Linked DNA regions of Anser cygnoides: region 1 is linked to region 2. The links are chromatin contacts, called in public Hi-C maps. All regions are on one chromosome and are shown on one strand. Each heading gives the region's core, a stretch centred on a gene start, on an enhancer-like site or on the middle of the called end of the contact. The rest is flanking DNA. Distances are from core to core; before and after follow the strand shown. Region 1 holds the start of PPP3CA (protein phosphatase 3 catalytic subunit alpha). Region 2 holds the start of H2AZ1 (H2A.Z variant histone 1).

Region 1 (7,105 bases), core at 2,936-5,435, 360 kb before region 2:
GACAGGCACAGCTTGTGGATCTGTTTTGCACCAGAGGCTGAATCCAAATGCAGATTTTCATTCGCAGCCTTGGATGACCATAGCTGTGCTTCTTTTATATTGAAACCTACTGCAAGCAGGCTAGTTTTTGCAGGGGGTATGACTGTTTCCAGGGCTCAAAGTTGTTATCTTTCACTTGTGTTCTTTTTTATTACTATCTGTTGACTCTTTCTAAATGTCAGTTAGGCTCTGTATAATTGCTCATAGCACCATTTGTTACTGTTTTCCATGCAGATTCATCATCTTGGAATTTGGAGCTAACCTGCCTTCCCTCTCCAGCATTCCTGATGCCACTGCTTATATTTTATTCCAGCACGATTCATTTTGGTAGCATCCCCTCTATGACTCTGTAAAATTGTCTATTTTTCTTTGCTTTCTAAACCGGGCACAGTATCGTTAACAGCGTGTATAAATTCTGCTGATAGCTTCAGGACCAAATCCAGAACCTATAGAAACAGCTGAGCCAAATGCCTAACAGATGCGTGCAAGGGGAAAACATGCAAAGCTCCAGAGAGGCTGACCATGCGACACGTTAAGTGCCTGCACTGGATGCATGAGGATCACACACGGGGAACCCAAAGAATGCATTAAGTGATGGATTACGTGACTGCGTTTTGCCATCTGAACTTGCCATCTCTTTGCAAGCTGGGCAGAACGTGTTTAGATGAAACAAAGAACTGTTACCTGCTACAGGCCCTTTATCTAGCTCCCTCTTGTGTATTGAGGTAGAAGAAGTGTGGGAAACCATTTGTCAAGAACACCATCGGATGGTGCCCCTTGGCCCTTTTAAGAGTGATCTACATTGCTGTAAAGGCTCTCTACACCGGCGTGAATTTCCTCTGTTGGACGTAACAGAACCAAATGGCACCAGTAAGTTATATTGGCCTTCCAAGGCACTTGGTGTCAAATTTACTTTTGTCAGATGTAGATGAACGTTGGCCTTTTGGAAGTTTTAGGTGCTTGTAGTCAGCACTGTGAAGTTCAGCCTTGGGTTCTGCATATCTCCTAGAAATGCCCTGTCAACACAGGCTAGTTACAGTTTTAATCTTGTGGACAACTGTGTTGTAGACATTATGGCCTATGCAATAGACTTCGATACACAGGTGTTAAGAATCCCATCACTTTTTATAGTGCAGGGAAGTAAACTGAAACAATTACAAATCTCTCTTATTTAAAAAAATAATCAGGAAAATAATCAGTTAAGGCAACACTGGTATCCAGACTAACCTCGCTGCACATATTTTCCATGCAGCCATCATAATATTCAAGCACACTCTCGTAGTTCCCTTTACTTCCAAGATACTGCCCAAGTTACATTTATCATATGTGAAGCCAGAACTTCCAGGGGCTAAAGCTAATGTGTGAAGGACAGACTCCCTGCAGTTAGAACAGTTTTTCTCTAATAATAATGATTAAAATTTAAAATGCTATCTCTTACAATCAATACTTTTAAACAGGATCTTAATTGGTTGAGTCAGTGTGCAAACATATGGTTACATTTCTAGAGAATAATCTTCAGCTTGCTGCTGAAATAAAGTCCAGGCAACTTGACCACTGATTTTTCATGGGACACATGACAAGGTTTGGAGTCTATTAGCCCGTACATCATCATGAAACACTTGACCTAAAACGACTGCCTTCTCATTGCGTGGTCATTTATTCCTCCTTCCACTTCAGGTGGGTGCTGCTGCTTTCTGGAGCTGCTGTGTGCTTAAAAGAATTGTCACATCTCTGCTAAAATGGAAAAGAATTGCTCATATGAGGCGAAGAGGTAGGGACTGGCTTATTTCAGACTTGAAAAAAATCCCTCTTCCCCTTCTCTGCCCCACCCCCAGCTCTCACAGACCTTGTCTCCAAAACCTGTGATCAGAAGATCAGAGCTTCCAGTTTGTAATGCTGGGCTTGCATTCTACTAGGGGACGAAATGACTAACAGTGCTACTAAGGTTTCCTGATGTGAGAAGTCAAATGTGTTAGAATTTGCCCAGAAATCCACGGACCATGTTGTTTCCATTCAAAGAGGTATCTCCATGTTCTCCTCCTGTTAAATGAAATAAAGGAATCCAACAGAACTCAGATCCCATGAAAAAGAAATCCCTCTATGGTAAAGCAGGTCTTTGTGAGAAAAAGATGAAGGAAGAAGCTGTGCAGATGGGGGGAAAAGAAACATTTAAGTAGTAAGGAAGTTACACAACCTTTACTACTAACATGGATCCGAAATACAGAATTTTTCAACTTTGTTACCATTACAAGAGAACAAAGAAGGCGTTCTGTGATTTTTGTCTCTCTCTTTCCTTCCCTCATGGCAAGGATAAGGAATTTACAAATGCTCCTGAAACAAGTCATGAGGTTAAGACTGCACCAGACCTAGACAAAGTGGTGATGAGGTCTTTTACCTGTGATCTGAATCTTAACTATACCATGTATTGCAGAGGAATGATATGCGGTCCTTGGCAGTGGTACTCATCTTTGTCTTATGTAAACTTATCTGAAAACTTGTTATGAAGAAAATACCTGCAATGGGGATTCTACCTTGGAAAAGAAGACTAAATGCAACAAATGCATAAACAAGACCCTCCCTCCACAAGATAAAATGAGAGAACCTCACCTGGCCTGGATGGCATATTATAACTAAAAACTTTGAAGCAAAGGAGAAATGCTAAAAGAAGCTCTAGATGGCCTTCAGAATTCCTAGGAAGGTGCCGGAGTTGTGACACTAAATGTCCTTATATAGCTGCAACAATAGTCATAATTACTTGCTGAAAAAAAATCGGAGCTGAAGTCTTGTCCTGTGACTAATGGGGGAGCAAGTGTAAGCTGGAGACCCAGAGTCTCTGTTATTGCAGTCTATCAAGAATCCAAATGACTCATGCAAACAGCCTGCAGTCACAGAAGAACGGATCCAAACTGGTCCTCTGCGTCTCATGAAGTTGTGGCCCACAAGGCGTATGCAATACCTGAATTTACTGGCCATACTGCATTCCTGACGTGCTGCTTCTCCTTCTGCGTCCAAGTGCCGCTAAGCAGTGCCTCCCAGCAGCCAGGATGAAGGTGTGGGGCATTTCTGCCCGGGCTCTTCTGTGCGCTTGGTGCTTCACAAAGTATGCTTAGCATCTGGGGAGCTTTATACGTACCTGATGTGGGCTCTGGGGTTTATTTGGGTGTACAGGAAATACCTTGCTTGAACACTGGATTTGTTTCTTATTGTTGTGTTACCGCTGTGAGAGGAATCGCAGATGGGTGCCTTGTTCTCATGTTCATGGGACCAGAGGATGGTGGCACCACAAGGAGCTCACCACGGCTGTTGGAACAAGACTCACGCCGTCGTACTGAAGGCCAGTCACGTACGATGCCTTCTCATGTTCTGGGAAAATACCACAAGGACGGCCAACCAAACATCCCCTAGAACTGCCAGGCAAATCAAAGCTGAGAATATGTGTCATAACTGCCATGTTATTTTCTTTGTGGCTTTCTGAAGCAATAATATCTGCTAACCAAGCAACTCGAACGGCACCCCGGAGGGAAACGGGGAGCCGGGCAAGGTGTCTCTGGCTTCTTGGCTCACCTACACAGGCGTTGTTCAACAAGAGCTCTCTAAACACCCCTCTCCCCGAAGAGGCGCGCCCCGTTTTTCCTCTGTAATTAAACCCCACAGCGCAAAAACCCAACCGGAACCGCTCAGCCCCAAAAACGAGCTCCTCCTCGCCAAACACGCACCAACAAGCCCTACGCGGCGCCCACCGCGGGGCTGGGGGCTGCCGGCAGAGGCACGAAGCCTGCCTTCGGGGCACCCACAGGGACGAGGGGCGGCGGGGTCCCCCCCCCACACACCGAGCCCCCAGAGGCCCCGCTGCGGGGCGCTGCGGCAGGGCCCTGAGGCGGCGGCGGCCCCGGCCGGGGCGCACCTGGGCGGCCCCGCGGTGGGCGGGCGGGAGGCGCTACCTGACAGTGACTGGCGGCGGGGCGCGGCCAATGGCGGCGCGGAGGGGAGCGGGGCCGGGAGGGCGGCGCGGAGCCGGCAGCGGGGCCGGGGCCGGGGCCGGGGCCGGAGCGGAGGGGCCGGGGGGAGCGGAGGAGCGGGGCTGCGGGGAGCGGAGAGGCTGAGCGGGGAGAGCCTGCGGGGCGGGCGGGCGGGCGGGGGGGGGAGGGAGGGGAGACGGATCCTGACCTTAAGGAGGAGGAGGAGGAGGAGGAGGAGCCGGCGCTGCGCCGCGGAGGAAGGAAGCGCAGGGCTGCTGCGTTTGCAACCTGGCCGCCGCCGCCGGCTCGGGGCTCTGCCTGGTGCCGCTGGTGCCTGCTGACACTTGCCTGGTTCTGCGCGGGGGGAGAAGCCGGCCGCCTCCAGCAGCGGGGAGCGGGGGATAATCCGCCGCCGGAGGTCGGAGGAGGAGGAGGAGGAGGAGGAGGAGGAGGGAGGAAGGCAGCGCCGACCCAGCGGGACGCGGCAACTTCGGGCCACCTCGGAGGAGCCGGAGCCCTGCCCGCAGCGGCGGCCGCCGCCCGGCCGACATGTCGGAGCACAAGGCCACCGACCCCAAGCTGTCGACGACGGACAGGGTGGTGAAAGGTGGGTGCCGCGACGGGGTATCGCCCTCCCCGCCGCTCGGGGGGGCTCGCCGCGGGGGTCGGGGGCGTGTGGGGGGGCTCACCCCGCGGGTTGGGGTCGGGGGAGGGGGCTCAGCACGGCGTTTGGGGCCGGGGGGGTCCCCCCCCCGCTGCAGCGCGGCTCCCCCCCCTCTCCTCGCCCAGGCTGCGCAGGGCTGGCTGCAGAGCGAGGGGGAGCTCCGCCGGGTATCCCCCTTCCTCCTCCTCCTCCTCCTCCTCCTCCTCCTCCCGGTGCGGCCACCGAGGGCTCCTCGACGAGGGCACCCCCCGGTGCCGGGCGGCCCGCAGCCCCCGGCAGCCCGCAGCCTCCCCCGGCCCGCGGGGCTGCAGGGGAAGGCGGCCCCGGCACATCGGCGCTTCCCCATTTCCACGAGCCGAAGCCAAACCTTCCATGTAGACGTTATTTACCGTGTTATTATTTGGAGGTTTATATTTACGCTTCCTATTGCCGTTTTCCCCCCTTTTATTATTTTTTTTTACCCTTTTTCCTCCAAATGGAATTGCAGATGTCGTAAGAAATGCAATTGCAACCATGACACGTTTTTTTTTTTTTTTTTTTAAAGTGGCTTGGAAATTTATCTTCCAATACCCGGAATATTTATAACAAGCACTTATATCATGCCAGAAGCAGGCTTCAGAGACCTGAAGCAGCTCTGTTTAGCTGATGCATATCCTCTCTAGGTACAACAAACCCTATTGGGGAGGCTTCGTCGCCGTTATGGGGTGGCTGCCTTCTTTTTTTTTTTTTTTTTGGACTTGCTTTAAAATCTGCCTTGTTCCTGACACATGACCAAACGTCCTGATCGCGTGTGTGACAGAACTTCCTTTGACTAAAGTAGGTGTTCAGCATGAGTAAGAATTGCTGCAGAATTGGAACTGCTATCTCCATATTGACAAACCCCCCCAGTGGTTTGCATCTTAATGGGTTTTGTCAGCAACCACTCTTTTGCATTTTTTTTTTTTTTACACACGCTAATATGTTCGTAATATCTCAAAGCACCATTTTCTTAGAAAACTCAGCAGTATTGCACGAATAATTTTATAATGCAATTAGAAATCGACTTTGTTAAACTGAGAAAGTATTGAACAAAACCGAAATGCTGCTTGGGTGTCTCTTCATCTCCGCTGGTAACTGTTGTCTTGTGTCACTGTGTCACACGAAGATTTGTTTAACCGGTTCATTTTTTTATTAGATAGTGAGTTCTTCTCAAGGTCTTAAAATAGTACCTGAAGAGGGTAGCACACAGTAAACTGATTTCTTAATAGGATTATTCTTTGCTGTATCATAGGCACTCCACACTGCCTTCATATAGACTGTAAGGAAATCTAGTAAGAAAACAATTGGTGGTGATAATGGGGATAGGAAGAGGTTGCCTTGTTTCTTTTCCATGGGATGTCACTTGTGCTTTCTTGAGGTGAGCAGCTGGAATGGGCTTACAATGTTAAAATGAATAAGAAATAATAATAATAAAGGAAATAACACCTTGTTAGCACCTATGCAAATAGCCAGAGAGCCCTGATACTGTAGAAGGCAGACCAGGTTTTCTGATGGTGCTGAGGTAGAACCGTGAAAACAACTTTATTTTTATTTTTTTTTAAGGTTTCATTTCATGTGATATTTTAACTTAATTTGGAAAGGAGATGTTTGTGGCATATGGATGTAAGCTCTGGCTTAAGCTCTTCTCCGCCTGCATGCGTGCGGTTGGTTGTTTTGTTGTTGTTATTTGGCTTGTTCATTTTATTTATTTATGTGTGTGTGTGTGCGTTAAGCCCTTTCGATTTGCTGGTGCATGACAGGAGATGTCTCCTTCTAACAACAGTTCTGAGCTGGCCGGTGAAAGCCCCGGCCAGGCAGCGTTACGCAACGATGGGTGCGCTCGGGGAGGTTCCAGCTCCAGCAGCTGCCTGCAGGTTGCTCGTGGCTGCGTGCTGCCTCTTAGATGGGCTCTTGTGGGCTCCTTGGCTTTTTCTCTGCCCGAAACAATCAAGCATACCGAGGAGTGGGATATTTCTGTAGGCGAGAACTGCATCTCACACTCATTTTGCATTGCTTATTGAATTTTCTGAACTGTGCTTAGACTGATTGCAGTCCAAAATAAAACGTGCTTTTGGGAGAAGGGGAAGACGGCTGAGGAGTCCCTAATGCTTATAAGGTTTTGGTCTTCTCTCTCCTCTGTTATGCCGTTGGTGCACGATTACATCTGACAGTTTGAGTGAAATGTGCAGATCTGGGATGGTTGTGCAATGAGGGGTGCAAAGAAGAAATTCAAGTCTGTGTGTCATGTTAAGTTTTCAGAAGCAAATTAACTCTTGGTAAAGCTGGCAAAATTGTATTCTTTGGAGTTAAAGGGAAAGAGGTTCCTGTATGTGAATCTGCAGCATGCAGTTACAGTTCGAGTAGTACTTTTTTTTTTTGATTTATTTTTGTGCTCTCCTTAATGTAATATGTACTTTGTCATGAA
Region 2 (7,049 bases), core at 1,743-4,242:
TGAATGTGGTTGAGTGCGTACTCACATATGGCTTTACAGCACAATATAAAACAGTGTGAATACTCCTTATCTCAGTTACCCTGCTGGATGGAGCTCAAATGGAGGTAGCAAGGGGGACCGAGGTGTGCAGCAGCAAGGCCTTCCTTGCAGGGCAATGGGCAGGAGGTGGGCAAGGACTCGTAGCTGGCATAGTCTCTGACAGGCTCTGGTTTCATTTTGCCTAACTCTCTACAGCCTCCCTTCACAGCTGGCTAAACAAGAATGAGATAAAAATCTATTCAGACCTGTCATTATGGCGTTATTAATAGCAGACAGAAGAGTGTACAATAAGCAAGACCATAGGTATAAGGGGAGCTTGAGTCTCTCTGATAATCAGCATGCACACATTGTCTGCAGCTCTATTACGGAGATATGTGAAGCTGTTTCCAGATACCAGATTAACAAACGTATCTGTTAAACCCAACAATTGCCCCCATTCATCATCACGCACAGCACCACAGTGCTAGCAGAGAGCAGGTGATCCTCCTGAACCCAGGCACGGCAGCCAGCAGGGAGACCTGACGGAGACCGCCCTTTAAGGTGCAGCTGTGGGCACCTGTACTGCTTCTTCGTCCATTTTAAATGGCAAATAATTTTGCCCAGAGGTCATAGACTTGTGATGTATCCAGACAACACCACATTCATGGCCTGGTGGTTAGTGAGGGGTGGGAAGGGGTCCCTGCTTTACAGGATGTGTCCATGCTTCAGGGGTGAGTGAAAATGAGTGTTAGCCCCCAAGGTAATCAGATTAAGTAGCAGACAGAGCAGAAAGGAAAGCGGCACTGCATCCCCAGTCTCCAAAGAGGTGCCAAAAAACAGAGGGGAAAGCAATTACATTTTGCAAGAAATCATCAGTCCCCAGGACAGGCCTAGGCGAAGCACTGGTAAGTCACATCTTCCCCCGAGCATCGCCCAGGTGTGGGGGTCAACTCTTACACAGTGACAAACTGGGGAACTACTTTTTGGGGCATAGCCTTCCCTGTGAAGTCCATAGGGAGCTTCAGCCTCTCACGCAGCGTGCCCCTGGAGTTCATCCAATTTCCCTAAAAGTACCTTACAGGCTCCTGTCCTTTATTGCGTTGGACATGCTACACAACAGAATAAAGAAATGCTTCCCTTGTGACCTGGTGTGCTCCAGCTAGATGTTTGAAAACCAGAAATGTCAGAAAATAGATCTGTAAATCCATACGGTAAGCAAAACCTGTGTCTACCCTATACTTTGCAGACAGAGGAAAATTAAACCTGCACATTGTCCAAGCTGATCAGAGGGACCTATCAATGTTAATTGGACCAACAAATGCCAATTTACTGTGCTCTGCCCCATTGAAGCGTATCTTCCCACCGCCACCACAAGGTGGTTATGCTATAAAAGCCATCTGAGTTAGTTTTAATTTCTCTCTTCTTAAATATTAGGCAGGGAGTTGTGGCAAGAGGCTTATTAGCTAGCATGGGGTGATCCGAGACTAGTTTCACATACTGTGGCATGTCTCTAACCCTATATATACTGCATTCAATACATACACACCTTTGCATTGGCTTAGTAGCTACATGCCCTGGTCTGTGGTGTGTGCTGAACGGGGCTGTGCTTGCTGGAAGCCCACTGAGCAAAGCAGCACCTCAGGTGTTACGCTGCTTTGCCCACATAGTCCAGGCTGTAAGGGACCCGGGTGGCTGAAAGCACACGGCCGCAGCGAGCTGCTGGGGAAGCGCATGAGAGGCCTGTGTCAGGGATCATCTCCAGCTGGTAGGAGACGGACTCCTTCGTCTGCTTTCTAGCACTTCCCTGTACAGAAAACAGGGAGAAAATCAGCTTTCTCCTCCTACGTCTCTGTTGCCAGAGGGTCGTGTGACAGGAACTTGGCTTCTGTTGCCCCTAAGGGAAAGGGCGAATCAAGCCTTGCTAGAGGCACTTCGGACAGGTCCCGTTTTTTAAAACAGCAGGTGGAACGAGACTTTGACTTCCACAGGTTTCTGTAAAATCTTTATTTTTTTATTTTTTAAACTCAAAAACCCACAACTCTTCTTTCTTGCTGAGGGGAAAGCACAGGCAACTAATGCTTCAAATAGAGGCACCAGACAGTTACATAAAATGCCAGCCTCCTGCAGGTAGGAGTGTCTGATCCCAGCTTGGCCCTGCCTCTCTGTGCTTGTGGAGGTGGGTTTTTACCCCAAAGCCGCATCAGCACGTTGAAAGTAGACAAGTTGTGTCGGGAAGAGTAGCCCTACCATAACTTTATGCGTTTTGAGTATCTCCTGTTAAATGTCTGTCTGCCAGAGTACTCCTCGTGCTTGGGACCTTCGATACTGAGGCAGAGGACATGCGTATCATCTCCTACTGAGGTGACTGAAGTGTTTTGTGACTAGGTTGGTAACGTGCGTGGCTCGTGGTTAGGCTGGTAATACTGAGCTACTGGGTTGGCAGGCTGAGCCGCTCTTCCCTCCCAGAGCTGCCCAGTTCATGAGGTTTTACTGGGATTTCCCCCTGGATACGCGCAGGGGACCTGTGAGGTGTACGGTGTCGCGGAACACAGCACAGTGTGCGGTTATTGACTTGGCGCTGAGGGAGGCAGATGAACTGGGGACCCCTCCGAGCGAGCTCTGAGGTGAAATGGCTTGGCTGCTTTTTTGTGAAGCAGGGATGACGGCGCCGTGCTGGAGGCGGCACCTGAGACAAGACACGGGGCTAAGGGTCCTTGTGAGGGGGACGCGGCCACGGGCGTGATGTTAATTAACTGTTACGCAGTTAATAGACAAAGGGGCGCGACGCTGAAGCGATGTCCCCGGGGCCCCCCCCCGTAAGAAAAGGCGGGCGCCTGTCCCTTTAAGCGGGGGCGGGGCCTCTCCCGCAGCGCCGCAGAGGGCCGCAGAGCGCCGCCGGCCCCGCCCCGCGCCGCCATTGGCTGTCGCTGGGGGAATCGCCCCGCCCCCGCGCGCTGCGATTGGCCGGCGGCGAGGCCGGGGTTCCCGGATGCGGGCGGCCGGGCGGTTATAAAGGGCCGGGGGAAGGCGGGAGCGGGCGCAGTTTGAATCGCGGCGGGCAGGGGCAGGTCGGTGCTGTGGGCCGGGCTCGGTGCGTGCGGGACGCTCTCCTCATCCTCTTCCTCCTCCGACGGCACCCGCGCGGCGCCGCGCTCCGCTTCGCGATGGTGAGGAGACGGGGAGGTTGGGGGGCGGGGAGAGGGGCGTACGTGCGGCAGCGCCGCCGGCCCATGGCGGGGGCCGAGGGGGGGCGGCCGTTGGCGGGAGAGGAGGGCAAGGCTGGCGGCGTGCGCCGCGGGCCGTTACCTGCCGGTAGGCGGCGGCGGGGGGGGGGGGGAAGGGGGAGCCGCATGCGCAGTGGTGGCACCGGGGAGAGGGAGGGGCGGCCGCGCATGCGCCCTGGGGCCGCTGGATGTGGCGGGCAGCGCGCAGGCGCAGGGTGGAGGGGAGGGGGGGAGGAGGGGAGCGCATGCGCGGCGCAGCGCTGCGGCCTCCCTGACGCGTCCGCTGTCCTCGGCAGGCTGGTGGCAAGGCCGGGAAGGACTCCGGGAAGACCAAGACCAAAGCGGTGTCCCGCTCGCAGCGCGCCGGGCTGCAGGTGAGCCGAGGTGGGGTGGGTACGGCGAAGTGGGGCTGGCCTTGCATCTGCCCCCCCCCCGTACCGTTTTGAGTCCTGCTGACAGCCTTCGGACTGCCTGGAGTGGTGTAAGGAGCTGTCCCCCTCTGTGCTTTTAAGGCATGTCTGTGCTGGGGTAACAGCATGGCCTTGCTGCCGACGTGGAGTTGAGAATCTAGCTAGGGACGCTATGCAAAGCACTGAGATTGCGTTATGTACAGCAAGGCATCTCTGGTGTTACAGCTCAGCTCGCTTCGGTTGTGCATGTTCTACTAGGGATCTGTTGCCCAGCATCTGTTTCAGGGTGGTTTATTTCTTTCGTTATCTCTGCAGTCACAGCCTGTTCATGCTTCTGTTACTTTTCTAGTTCCCTGTAGGCCGCATTCACAGGCATCTGAAGTCTAGGACTACCAGCCATGGGCGTGTGGGAGCCACAGCTGCTGTGTATAGCGCTGCGATCCTGGAGTACTTGACAGCTGAGGTAAAACGTCTGCCAGGGGTGCACGCAAGCTGTTCGGGTCCAAAATGGCACAATGACCAGAACCTCCTGTCTCTTGAAAATCTGGACTGGGGTGTGAACTCTTCACTCACTTTGAGCCAGTTTTAGCCGTGTGCTTCCTCAGGAAGTTGCAAAGCACGCGTGGAATTTCTTGCTTTGTGTTTTATGAGGTTCAAATAGCTGTGATTTACAGCCAGGATGGAAGCGTGAAGTACTTGATAAAATGTGTAGCTGCAGCACTTCACGTCTGCTGTAAAATATTTTTTTCCTGGGGAAAACTAAAGCCACACCTTGAAAGGAGGAACCCTTAAAGATGCATTGTGTGCTGTCTTGGTGGCAGTAACAGTGCATCTGATGTAGAGAGTAAAATTGGTAATGCCATGCAGTTGGTCTCACTTGATTTGTGTAACTCATCTGAAAAACATTCTTGTCTCAAGGTTCTTGAGCTGGCAGGAAATGCATCCAAAGACTTGAAGGTGAAACGCATCACTCCCCGTCACTTGCAGCTCGCGATCAGAGGAGATGAAGAGTTGGACTCTCTCATTAAGGCAACGATTGCTGGCGGTGGTACGTAAACTGCTCGCGAACTGCTTGTGGCGAGGCCTCTAACAGATGTAGAGGTGGCTTTTCTTGAAGTGCGAAAACTAGCAAAATAGTTGAGAAATAACGTTATCTTATTTGTTGCTCTCCTGTAGGTGTAATACCGCATATCCACAAATCTCTCATTGGGAAGAAAGGACAACAGAAAACTGTCTAAAGGCTACGAGGATCCCTTGTTATCTCAGGACTCTAAGTACTTATTGTCCAGTGTTGGTGATTCCAGTGGACTGTATCTGTGAAACACAACTTTGCCTTTTTGTAACTTTAAGAAGCTGAAGCTCACCTGAGCTTTCTAACAAACCAAATTTCTGCATTGAAGTCTTAACCGTATTTAAGTGTTACCATGGCTTCAGAGAAGCTATTGTATTTGCAGTGGGTTTTGATTGAGCTGACTGTTTTTAGATTGGTTTGACTAAGTAAATGGAATTTGACTAAGTAAATGTTTTGGTTTTGTACAGACTTTTCATCCACTAGAGTGGAAATATTCAATAAATGTTATATGAATACTGACCGTCTCTTGTCCACTAACTGAAAAATGGTTGGGCTCTGCAATGCTGCTCTTGGAGAGCACGTGGCCCCGCAGCCTGTGAGCTGTACCTGAGGTGTGGGAAACGCTCTCCTTGTGAAGTACCACACTTAGTAAATGTCACCGGTAGAAACGGTGTGCATGTTCTGGCAAGAGCTGTTTTAACTTTGCATACCCCAGTCGTGTATCTCAGTGTGAGTTCCCTTCAGCGAGGCAGCTGTAAGGCTTCTGCTGCTGGAGGATGGTTTTGCTTGATGGCAGCCCTCACAGAGGGAGGGGTCTATCACGAAGTGGGGAGAAAGGTGAGCCGAAGGGATGGATGTTGGTAAGTAGGTGGTGTCAGCCACTTTTCTATGGGAGACCCTAACCTTTTTTGCCACTTTTTGTAAAAGACTGTGAAGACATCCATGAAAAGGCACGTACTGCAGCAGTGTCTGCTGGCTCTTGATACACTAACCCTGAGGAAGTCTAAAACCAAAGCAGCAGCAGCCAAGTACCTCCTCCTTGACACTTGTTTTGTTTTCCCACAGCCAAGGCAAAGCCTGCCTGGCTGCAGTGGTGTGGGCTGGAAAGCGTTCCCTCTGCCTGCAACCCTACAGTTAGGTGCCAGGCTCCATGACTTAAGGACACGGGCACAGCTGCGGTTGGAGCTCACCGCGCGGCAGCAGCACCCCCAGCGCTCGGGCGCTAACGGGGCGCTATTCGCACCCCTGGCTCCCTGCGAGCCCGCTATTTAAGGACGGGCCGCGCTGGGGGCGGGGAGCTCGTGCCCCCTGAGGCCGAGGGCTGCAGCGGCGGGGGGAGGCGAGCTCTGCGCCCCCCCCGTTCCCGTGCGGGCAGCCCGGTGAGGTCGGGCCTCCAGCGCGGTGCCCCCCCCGCTCCGCCCGTCCCTGCCGGTCCTTCCCCCGGTGCTGCCGGGGCCGGGGGGCGGCGCATGCGCGGCGCTGCCCCGGAAGCAGGCGGCGGGCCGGGCCGAGCCGAGCCGAGCCGTGCCGGGCCGCGGGGCGCCGCGGGTTGGGCCGGCAGCGAGCGGCACGGCGGGGCGAGGGGCGAGGGGCGAGGGCAGGGCGAGCCCGGCCCGGCCGAGCGAGGGGACCCCGCCGCCGCCGCCCCGCGCCCGGCCCCGCTCTGGCTTCGGGCCCCTTCTCCCTGCGCTGCGGCGGGCGGAGGCGGCGGAAGGAGAAGCCCATGGAGGGGAACCGGGACGAGGCGGAGAAGTGCATCGGCATCGCGAGGGAGGCGCTGGAGGCCGGCGACCGCGACCGCGCCCTCCGCTTCCTCGGCAAGGCCCAGAAGCTCTACCCCACCGACACGGCCCGAGGTGAGGCCCCCGACCGGGGGGGGGGGGGGTGGGGACCGGGACCGGGGCCGGCGGCCTCCCCGCGGCCCGGCCGCTGCTTTGGGCCCCGCTGCGGGCTGGGGGCTGAGGCGGCAGCCGGGCTGTGCTGCCCTGGGGGAAACGGGGCGCCGAGCTCCCGGTTCTCGGGGCTGCCACCCCCAGCTCAGCGTCCTTCTCGCCGTTGGAAGCCCTCCCGGGCAAGGAGCACGCTGGGCTTTCCGCGCTCACCTGTCCCCCCCCCGTGCCTTCGGGGAGCGCGGCGACGTGCGGCGCTCCTTCGGTGCTCGCTCCGGGTGTCCGCGCCGCTGGGGAGGCAGGAAGGGCTGCCCCTAATGCCCTGCCCTGACCTAAGGGCCTGGCTGCGGGACAAAACACATCCCGGAGTGCTTCCAGTTGCAGTTTCGCCCCAAAGCCACGCTCCAGAAATGGTAAACGTGAGGCCTTTTTTATC

Evidence for each region. Hi-C and Micro-C count contacts between places; a contact is called where the count stands out from the background.
Region 1: a Hi-C map of liver shows a contact between it and region 2, with 3 times the contacts expected there. The contact joins the promoter of PPP3CA here to the promoter of H2AZ1 in region 2. A contact is called at or near these places in 3 of 7 Hi-C or Micro-C datasets (granulosa cells and liver).

Annotation. Positions count from the first base shown.
Region 1 is chr4:73,790,374-73,797,478 of Taihu_goose_T2T_genome, reverse strand. It overlaps PPP3CA (protein phosphatase 3 catalytic subunit alpha), which reads left to right and starts at 4,185. Exons shown (of 15, transcript XM_066996852.1): 1 at 4,185-4,605. The coding sequence starts at 4,548.
Region 2 is chr4:73,426,070-73,433,118 of Taihu_goose_T2T_genome, reverse strand. H2AZ1 (H2A.Z variant histone 1) reads left to right here and starts at 2,992. Exons shown (of 5, transcript XM_048066429.2): 1 at 2,992-3,185; 2 at 3,539-3,616; 3 at 4,002-4,115; 4 at 4,571-4,700; 5 at 4,829-5,243. The coding sequence starts at 3,183. The coding sequence ends at 4,890. It overlaps DNAJB14 (DnaJ heat shock protein family (Hsp40) member B14), which reads left to right and starts at 6,219. Exons shown (of 8, transcript XM_048066416.2): 1 at 6,219-6,580. The coding sequence starts at 6,448. It overlaps LOC106048119 (a long non-coding RNA gene), which reads left to right. Exons shown (of 6, transcript XR_010831282.1): 6 at 1-540.